Regions from separate parts of the Rattus norvegicus genome. Here region 2 is linked to region 1. Evidence: chromatin contacts called from public Hi-C data. All regions are on one chromosome and are shown on one strand. The core of a region is the stretch at or near the end of the contact, and the rest is flanking DNA. Distances in the headings are between cores, read along the strand shown.

What was found. A called contact is a pair of places that touch in the nucleus more often than the background predicts.
Region 2: a Hi-C map of Schwann cells shows a contact between it and region 1, with 3 times the contacts expected there. The contact joins two enhancer-like sites. A contact is called at or near these places in 5 of 12 Hi-C or Micro-C datasets (the A7r5 cell line, the Rat2 cell line, Schwann cells and 2 more) and 1 of 1 datasets of contacts at active chromatin or transcription factors (oligodendrocytes).

What each region holds. Positions count from the first base shown.
Region 1 is chr15:22,617,733-22,621,809 of GRCr8, reverse strand. It overlaps a transcript of Samd4a not described here. Among named protein-coding and RNA genes, the nearest start is that of Cgrrf1, 51 kb to the right of the region's middle. Within about 2 kb of position 1,954, at least 3 of the 93 cell types and tissues checked have an H3K27ac peak or open chromatin away from gene starts, as enhancers often do. A contact at or near this core is called in Schwann cells, where this site is marked.
Region 2 is chr15:22,740,751-22,744,827 of GRCr8, reverse strand. It overlaps Samd4a (sterile alpha motif domain containing 4A), which reads right to left. Exons shown (of 12, transcript NM_001399774.1): 2 at 2,102-2,620. The coding sequence starts at 2,513. Among named protein-coding and RNA genes, the nearest start is that of Samd4a, 16 kb to the right of the region's middle. Within about 2 kb of position 1,712, at least 9 of the 93 cell types and tissues checked have an H3K27ac peak or open chromatin away from gene starts, as enhancers often do. A contact at or near this core is called in Schwann cells, where this site is marked.

The DNA.
Region 1 (4,077 bases), core at 705-3,204:
ATGCCACACCATTTACACCCTGCACCATACATAACACACACACACACAGAACACACATCATATATGAGCCATACACATAGCACAGACCAGTCATATTTATCACATATATACCATACTACCAATATGCCACATACTAAATACACCAGCTACACCATGATACCATACCCCAAAATGTCACTTGTCCATATACTACATTACATATACATAACACACACACACTACCCTGACCATTCTACATACAAATCCACACATCACACTACTCACACATGCCTACACACCATGCATGTTGCACATACCACACATCCACACAAGACACACAGACACATCAAACACATCATGCAGTCTATGGTACTTGTACCATACACATCCTTCCTAACACCCATTCCCTTCCCTCTTTCTTCCCAGCATCCCCCTGCCCCTGAATCCACGACGGCTTTTAGTCACCTCTGCAGAATGAATTCTAAGTCCCCCCTTGGCTGGCCACGCCAAGCACACATACCATTTCTGTTTTTAACTTGCACATCTTTGAACTCAGCCACTCTACATGCACTGCCTCACCAGAACAGTCGCACGCGTGCTATCCTCTCTGCTGTGGAAGTGTTGTTTTGCCTTCTCATTATAATTGTCTTTATGCCGACCATATTTGCCATTCAAGATCCAGCTCCATCCAGGTCCAGCTCAGTGAATTCCTCTCCACCTTGCCGGAACCACTTGCTGCTGTATTCACGCCGCCCCCAGCATGCCTCTCCATATGTTTTCTGACTATACCTATGCTCCAGCACGTTTGGTGAACTAGTTATTCACTCAGCACTGAAAATATCTATCATGGGCCAGGCACTGGAATGCAGAGGGTTATCTCTGTATCCCCACTGCATAACATTGGGCCAGAAAAATGGCAGGCAGTTGTAAAGTGTTTGTTGAATGAATAAATGAACAGAAAAACTGTAACGAATATATTATCAAGAAAACCTCCTCTGCTGTTCTCCTTTTACTCCATTTGTGATAGAAGAAGTCAAGAGGGGAGAGAAAACAGCATAGCCACACTGTGGAAACCCACAGAACCAGCATCTTCACCGACCAATGTGAGCAGGTACACCAATGCCCTCCTACTGCCAGCCAGTCTCATCTCAAGCACCGCCACTTCCTATGACCCCAACATCTCTCTTGTTTGATTAGAGGCATGCAACAATTTTTCTTTTAGACATTAACTTATACAAGCACCCATAATATGTGCATAGTGTATCCCCTCAGAATATGTGCAATTTGTGAATAAAAGTCTTTATGAGGGCTGGATAGATGGCTCAGCGGTTAAGAGCACCGGTTGCTCTTCCAGAGGTCCTGAGTTCAATTCCCAGCAACCACACATGGTGGCTCACAACCATCTATCGGGAGATCCGATGCCCCTTCAGGCAGGCAGATGTATATGCAGCAAAACATTCACTCATACATTAAATAATTTTTTAAAAAGTGTCTTTATGGGTTAGCTTGTAGATCTTGACTTACCATCTGCTTTTCACCAACAAACATAATGCAAATGACAAAAAGTCAGGAGCAGTGTGACGTGACTTTTTTTCCCCAAAACTTCGAGTGAATTTGTGGAATTCCACTTTTGTCATTACGTTAATATTGAAGTACCTGGATAGTCCCAGAAGCCGACCCTACCAAGGAAGAGGAGCAACTAGTTCACATTGGGCCCAAGAGTCCCAAAAACAAGCTGTTACTTAAAGAGAGGACGTGACCGCCCATCCTTGACTAAGTCTGCTGTGAAAAGGTCAAAACAGTCACACAAATACACGGGAACTACGCTAGTCAGCTTTCTGTAACTGCAACACACAATGCCAGCAGTGATCAATTTACAAAGAGAAAGGGTTTGTTCTGCCTCATAGAGTGGGAGGTTTCGGTCCACAGTTAGTTGGTCTTGTTGCCTTGGGCCCATGGTGATACATCACGGCAAAGCGAAGGGCAGAGCGCCAAGGAGAAGAAGGGGCAGGCCCCACTGTCCTCTCTTTGAAGGCTCCCACCAGACTCTGGAATTCAAGCCTTTAGACCTTCAGGGGCATTCCACAGCAGAGCTACCGTAGAAACCAAGTCAGCTACTTCCTTTGGATCTCTGGTGGCCTTGAACCTAAGGTAAAGACTGAACCTGTGAATCACTAGATTCTTAATAAGGCTAAGGGGATGAGAAGCTAGAACAGAAGATACCCACAGATCTTCAAGGAACCACGTTCAACGTGCAGCCTATTCAAAGTCAGTGCATGGGAAATTTTTCTCATGAGAATAAAAAATAAAAGAGCCTCAGATACAAATTTGAGTCTCATCGACAGAGTTTTAAAACCTCCAAGCACTAAAAGAACTGTGTGTGTGTGTGTGTGTGTGTGTGTGTGTGTGTGTGTGTGTGTGTGTGTGTTTTAATTGTTGATTACAAAAGAAACAACACAGGACAACTAGGATCTGGGAAATCTGAGCCACTCAATGAATGAGTCACTCGGCCCAGCCTAGCTAACCGAATCATTGAAGCACACCAGAACAGATTGGAGGTTAATTACCTCGGCTGTAAACATTCCTCACGTACGCTGAACATTTTCTTGTCTTCTTAAGGAATATTTTTTTAAAAGGTACCTTGTGATATTTAGCTGCTTACACTGTAGACAGCAACCACTGCTTTATATGATTGTGCGGGGAAAACGAGAGAGTTGGTAAAGGGTGATTGCCTTAGTAATCCCAAGGCTTCAGGGCTACATCTAGAGATATCATTGTTCTGTCTTTCCTTTCTGTCTGTCTTTGGAGTCACTTCTCACTGACGGCTAGAGAAGTTTTGCAACCGCTTCTAAATATGTGATGACATGGATTAGTGTGTAAAAATTTTAAAGGTTGTATGCACTTGGGGATGTAATTCAGTTCGACAGAGTGCTCACCTCACACACACAAGGCCCTGAGTTTCATCCCCAGCACCACATAAGCCAGTGTGATAGCAGGAACCTCTACTCCTAGTCCTTAGGAAGATTAGAAGTTAAAGGTGCCTAACACAGCAAGTTTGAGGCTCGGCTAGGCTAAAAGAGGTCCTACGTTAGGGAAAGAAAGAAAAAAGAGTTGTACCTAGAAAAATGGTGTGTTTCGAGAAAGCCAACGTTTTCTACCTATTTTATACCATCTTCTCTGGCTGCTAACCACATTCTTTTACCTCTGCTTCCTGGTCCCTGGCTAAGTGCAGAGAAGAGAAGTGCAACAGGTTTGCTTTGACACCTCTGGATACTTTCTATCCTCCACCGTCTGATTGGAAACCATCACTCGCCTCCCTCTACACACTGCCTCACAGCAAATCAAGGGCAAAGGGTCTCTAGGTAGGTGAAATATTTAGGTGGAAAGATGAACCCATAAGCTGGAAAATGTTTCCTATCATACGCAACGGTTTCGTATTTTATATTTCTATATCATTTAGCAGCACAAATTGGTAGATGTTTTGCACAATGTTTTTAAGTTTTTATTTTTTGTTTTTTTGTTTTTTTTTTTTTTTTTTGGTTCTTTTTTTCTGGAGCTGGGGACCAAACCCAGGGCCTTGTGCTTCCTAGGCAAGCGCTCTACCACTGAGCTAAATCCCCAACCCCATTAAGTTTAAAAGAGAAAAATTATGAAATGTGCCTCAAAAGCAGACATAATTTTAATTCTCTTTGTTTGTTAAGTTATAAGGTGCCTGAATGAAGGCCCTTATTTCTATATCGTACATTTAATTGCTTTGCCTACTGACTTGACAGCTACTTTCTTGGGGAGAAAAATCCTCTCCACTACTCAAAGGGAAGAAATGTCAGACCAACATCTGAGTAACATAAAGACAAATTATTGTTAGTTTAACCGGTCCCTGAGCTTCCCGAAGCCAAGCATCGGACATAAGTGACTGTACTAGGATCCTCTGCACTCTGCAAAAGGAAAAGTTTACATAATCCTGTTTGTCAAATCCAAGGAAGCAAGTTTAAGCAGGTGGAAAGCTGTGCTCTGACATTAAGGACAGAGGCAAGGCGAGCAGATCATCCGTCCCCCCACCAGTCATGTTTCTGCACCCAGAGGAAGGAGGCTGGCTCA
Region 2 (4,077 bases), core at 463-2,962, 120 kb before region 1:
GGATTACCAACTCCAATCCGCTGAGCATGTTCAACGTGTCAAGGTTGTAAGACCTGACCCTGAGTAGGTCAATCTGCAAAAGGGAATGTGCGAGGGTCTGAGACTGAGTTCAGGGTGAATGGCACAGACTATACAAGCAGATAAAGACGATGACGGGTTGCTTGAGGCCGTCAAGGCCTTTTGTGACCATAACTGGACCCTGTCACTCACCCAGAAAACCCAGGCTAACAGACCTTCCCATCAGCTGTAGTCTCAGCCATTCTTTGGTACACAGAGGCTGGTCGAAGTTGTTCTTGCTGGATCACCGGTCTGTAAAGGACACTAAGAGATTCCTAAGTCCCTCCCATCTCACAACTGTTCAAGTTACTTATAGATAAAAGTTAAAAAAAAAAAAAACAAAGAATGACTTAGATTGTGCTCCAAGAAGAGTATGGTCTTCTATGTTGAAATATTCTAGCAATGTGCTGTCGGACTAACGCAGCTATGATTTGTTCTTAGCTATTTGAAAAAGCTATTTTAAAAAGGTCTAGCAGCCAAAAGATTTGAGGAGAGGCCAAGGCATCCCTGCTCATTTTAAAGCTTCTCTTATCCCCCCTCCAATCTGTTTATGGTGCTGGGGTGCAGGTCTCACACATGCTAGGCCTCTCTACACCCTCAGCTCCTCTTCTGGTTTACCTGCGTGTTGGCAGGTACATTGGGTTCAATTGCAAAACTTTTCCCCTAAGAAAGCTTAGAGTTAGTTATCTTGGAAGTGCCACAACAGTCTCAGATATGTGCAAGCCAGCACTAGGGAAAGCTGTTCGATGGGAGTCACCCACCCCCAGCGCTGCTACATACAGGCACGAGTGAAGGTTGGCCACCTTGCTTGGCCTAAGTCAGATACCGTAGAAAGGACTCCAAGCCCTCATGCCCAGTATAGAGTGGTCAAAAGAGTGAGGAGGTTGTCATTTGCTCTCTCTTTCCACAGGGTATCTCCTGACCCTCTTTTCACAACATGTTAGACTGAGTGAGAAGAGACCCACAGCACTCACATTAGCTCACAGCACAAAGCAGGATTCTCAGTCAGCAAACCTGCTCCTCCTGCTGGGGGCCACCCAACCAACTGGGTTCAACCAGAAAATGCAAGAGGATAGTCCACGTGATTTTTTTTATATACATACAAAAAGAAAGAAGGAGGATGAGGAGAGAGTGAGGAGGAGGAGGAGGAGGAAGAGGAGGAAGAAGAGGGGGATGAGGATGAAGAGGAGGAGAAGGAAGAAGAGGAGGAGGAGGAGAAGCAGGAAGAGGGGGAGCAGGAGGAGGAGGAAGAGGAGGAGAAGCAGGAGGATGAGGAGGGAGTGAGGAGGAGGAGGAAGAAGAGGAGGAGGAGAAGCAGGAGGAGGAGCAGGAGGAGGAGGGAGTGAGGAGGAGAAGGAGGAGGAGGATGAGGAGGAAGGAGGAGGAGCAGGAGAGGAGGAAGAGGATGAGGAGGAAGAAGAAGAGGAGGATAGAACATGGAAGAGGGAGGAGGAAGGAGGAGGAGGAGTGGGAGGAGGGAGGAGGAGGAAGGAGGAGGAGGAGTGGGAGGAAGGAGGAGGAGGAGTGGGAGGAGGGAGGAGGAGGAGTGAGAGGAGGAGTGGGAAGAGGAGGGAGGAGGAGGAGTGAGAGGAGGAGTGGGAAGAGGAGGAGGACAGAGCATGAAGCCGTGAGGCTGAGCTGTCTGGTCTACCATGGGTTAACATCAGGTTCTGAGAAGCACACAGTAACTCAGTGTCTGCAAATCCCTGAGCCCCAGGGTGAAAGGCATTTTTATTTGTGGAAACAGAATGGTTCCTTCTTTCACCATTGACTCTCTCTCTTTCCTCTCATTTTTTTATTTTTGATCTGTCTAAACCTCAAATCTGGACCATCCATCATTTTAACCTGCCCAGAATTTTCATCTTTCCAGAGCCAAAGAGCGGCAAATACCGGGTCCAAAGAGCCCTCTCCCATAGCCGAGTGCCACCAGCCCTCCTTCTCCCAGGGTTACAAGGGTGCTCAGAGCAGACCATGTCAGCAGGACGTGCCACACACAGCAAATCACCAAACCAGAAATGCGTTAACGGGGTTCCAGGGGACTTACTCGTACTTGTGCTGGTTCCAATCGTGTTGATCGTGGCGGGGACAGACGAGGAAGAATACAGGGGCACGTGGCCGTTCTCACAGCCCAGGCTCTTGTCCTGCCAGTTGGAGGCGCTGATGCAAATCCCAGAATCCCGAGAGTTCTGCCAGCCATTGAGCTTGTCCTCAGAGTTCTGTCTTTGGTGATAGTAGTGGGTCTGTCCGTAATCCACAGAGTCCGAGCGGCCTCGGTTCTGACTACCGAAGCTGGTGGATGTGCGGTCCTCCAAGTGGTTCAGCCACATGGCTAGTGCACTGCGGTCTTCCAGGGAAGTGGCAGGGTGGATCAAAGCATAGGACAGCAGCTGCCTGCTCTCCTCAATGTGCTGGTTATGGTCGATAGAGTGTGCCAGGATCTTGGGCAGCAGTTTCATATACTCTACTTTCGCGTCGAGGTTTCCTGGCTTCAGCAAAGGCAGGTGAGTTAGCAGAAGGGAAATCACTTTATCCTTGGATTCCTGTTGCCATTGGTTAATGATTCCTGAAAGGGAAAGTACACATGACACATGAGCAAATACACCCACGGTCACACAAAACACCGCACTCTACGTTTCTGTGGCTCGGGGCCCCTGCTTCGGAACCCTGGCTGAATGTTTTCAGCTGCATACAATTCGGGTTCACTGGCTTAAAGGCTCGTAGGGGCCGGGGACTTCAATGAGGTACAGGTCAAGACTTCCTAGAGAGGGCAGCCGGGAGAATGCGTGATCCTTTGCACTGAATAAAATCTGACTATCACAGTGAGCACTGATTACAGGTGTTCTTGGTGTACGTGGAAGGTGGAGACAGAAGGCTCAGAAGTTCAAGGCCATCCACCACTACTTAGGAAGTCTGAGGCGGCATGAACTACATAAAACCTCCTCTCAGATCCTTAGAGCTGGAGACACGGCTCAGTGGTTGAGACCACTGGCTGCTTTCCCAGGGAGCCTGTACTTAATTCCCAGCACTCAGCTCACAGCTGCCAATAACTCCAGTCCCAGGGGACCTGACACTGTCCTCTCACTCTCTCAGGTACCATAAACACACATGGTGCCCAGACATACATGCAGGCACACACATATCCATAGAATAGACTCAATCTCCATTTTATAATAAAATATGGGATATTTTATTATGCATATGTATTATACATATAATATATTAATATATATAATAAAACATAAAATAAAAAATCTAAATCTTAAAACTAACAAATGCTTAACTGTCAAAGAGATGACTACTTGGGTCCAACCAACGAGAATCGACAGCCCCGTCTTCCTTCTTAGACAAGACTAGGCACAACCCTAGATAGACAGGGGCCGAGCGTGATAAAATTTGCATCAACTGAGGGTCCGCATGAAGGAATTCTTGGAGCGAAGCTGCCTCTCCACTCCAGACATCGACTGCAAGTGCTGGAGAAGGGATGTGTGTGAAGCTGGTTCAACTTCGTACACAGAAGAACATGTCAGGAAAAGGGACCCAACACCACGGTCCCCGAATCTTAGTGTTGAGAGCTGCAGCCTCCTTATAAGGAAATATCGGAGCAAAGGAGCCGTACAGCTCCAGGGACGCCCTGGAAGCCACACAATGGTAGGTTATTCATCTTTCTGCAAAGGTCTCTGTGTGCGGTTGTATTAACACTTCGTTTTTAATTTAAAAATTTTATTGGTTTTGATGTATGAGTGAATGTGGCACATGTGCATGTGTGTGTGCAAGGACAGCAGAGCACGCTGGATGCTATTCTAAGGAACGTCGCCTACATCTGTTTAGATGACGTCTCCCCAGAACTCAACCAGACTAGGCTGGCTGGCCAGTGAGCCCCAGGGATGCTCCTGCCTCTGCCTTGCAGGGCTGGAATTACAAGCATGAACCCCTATGCCTGGCATTTTACATGGGTTCTCATACTTAGGCATTTTAAGCATGTGCTTTGGTGTCACTAAGGACACTTACAATAGCATGTAA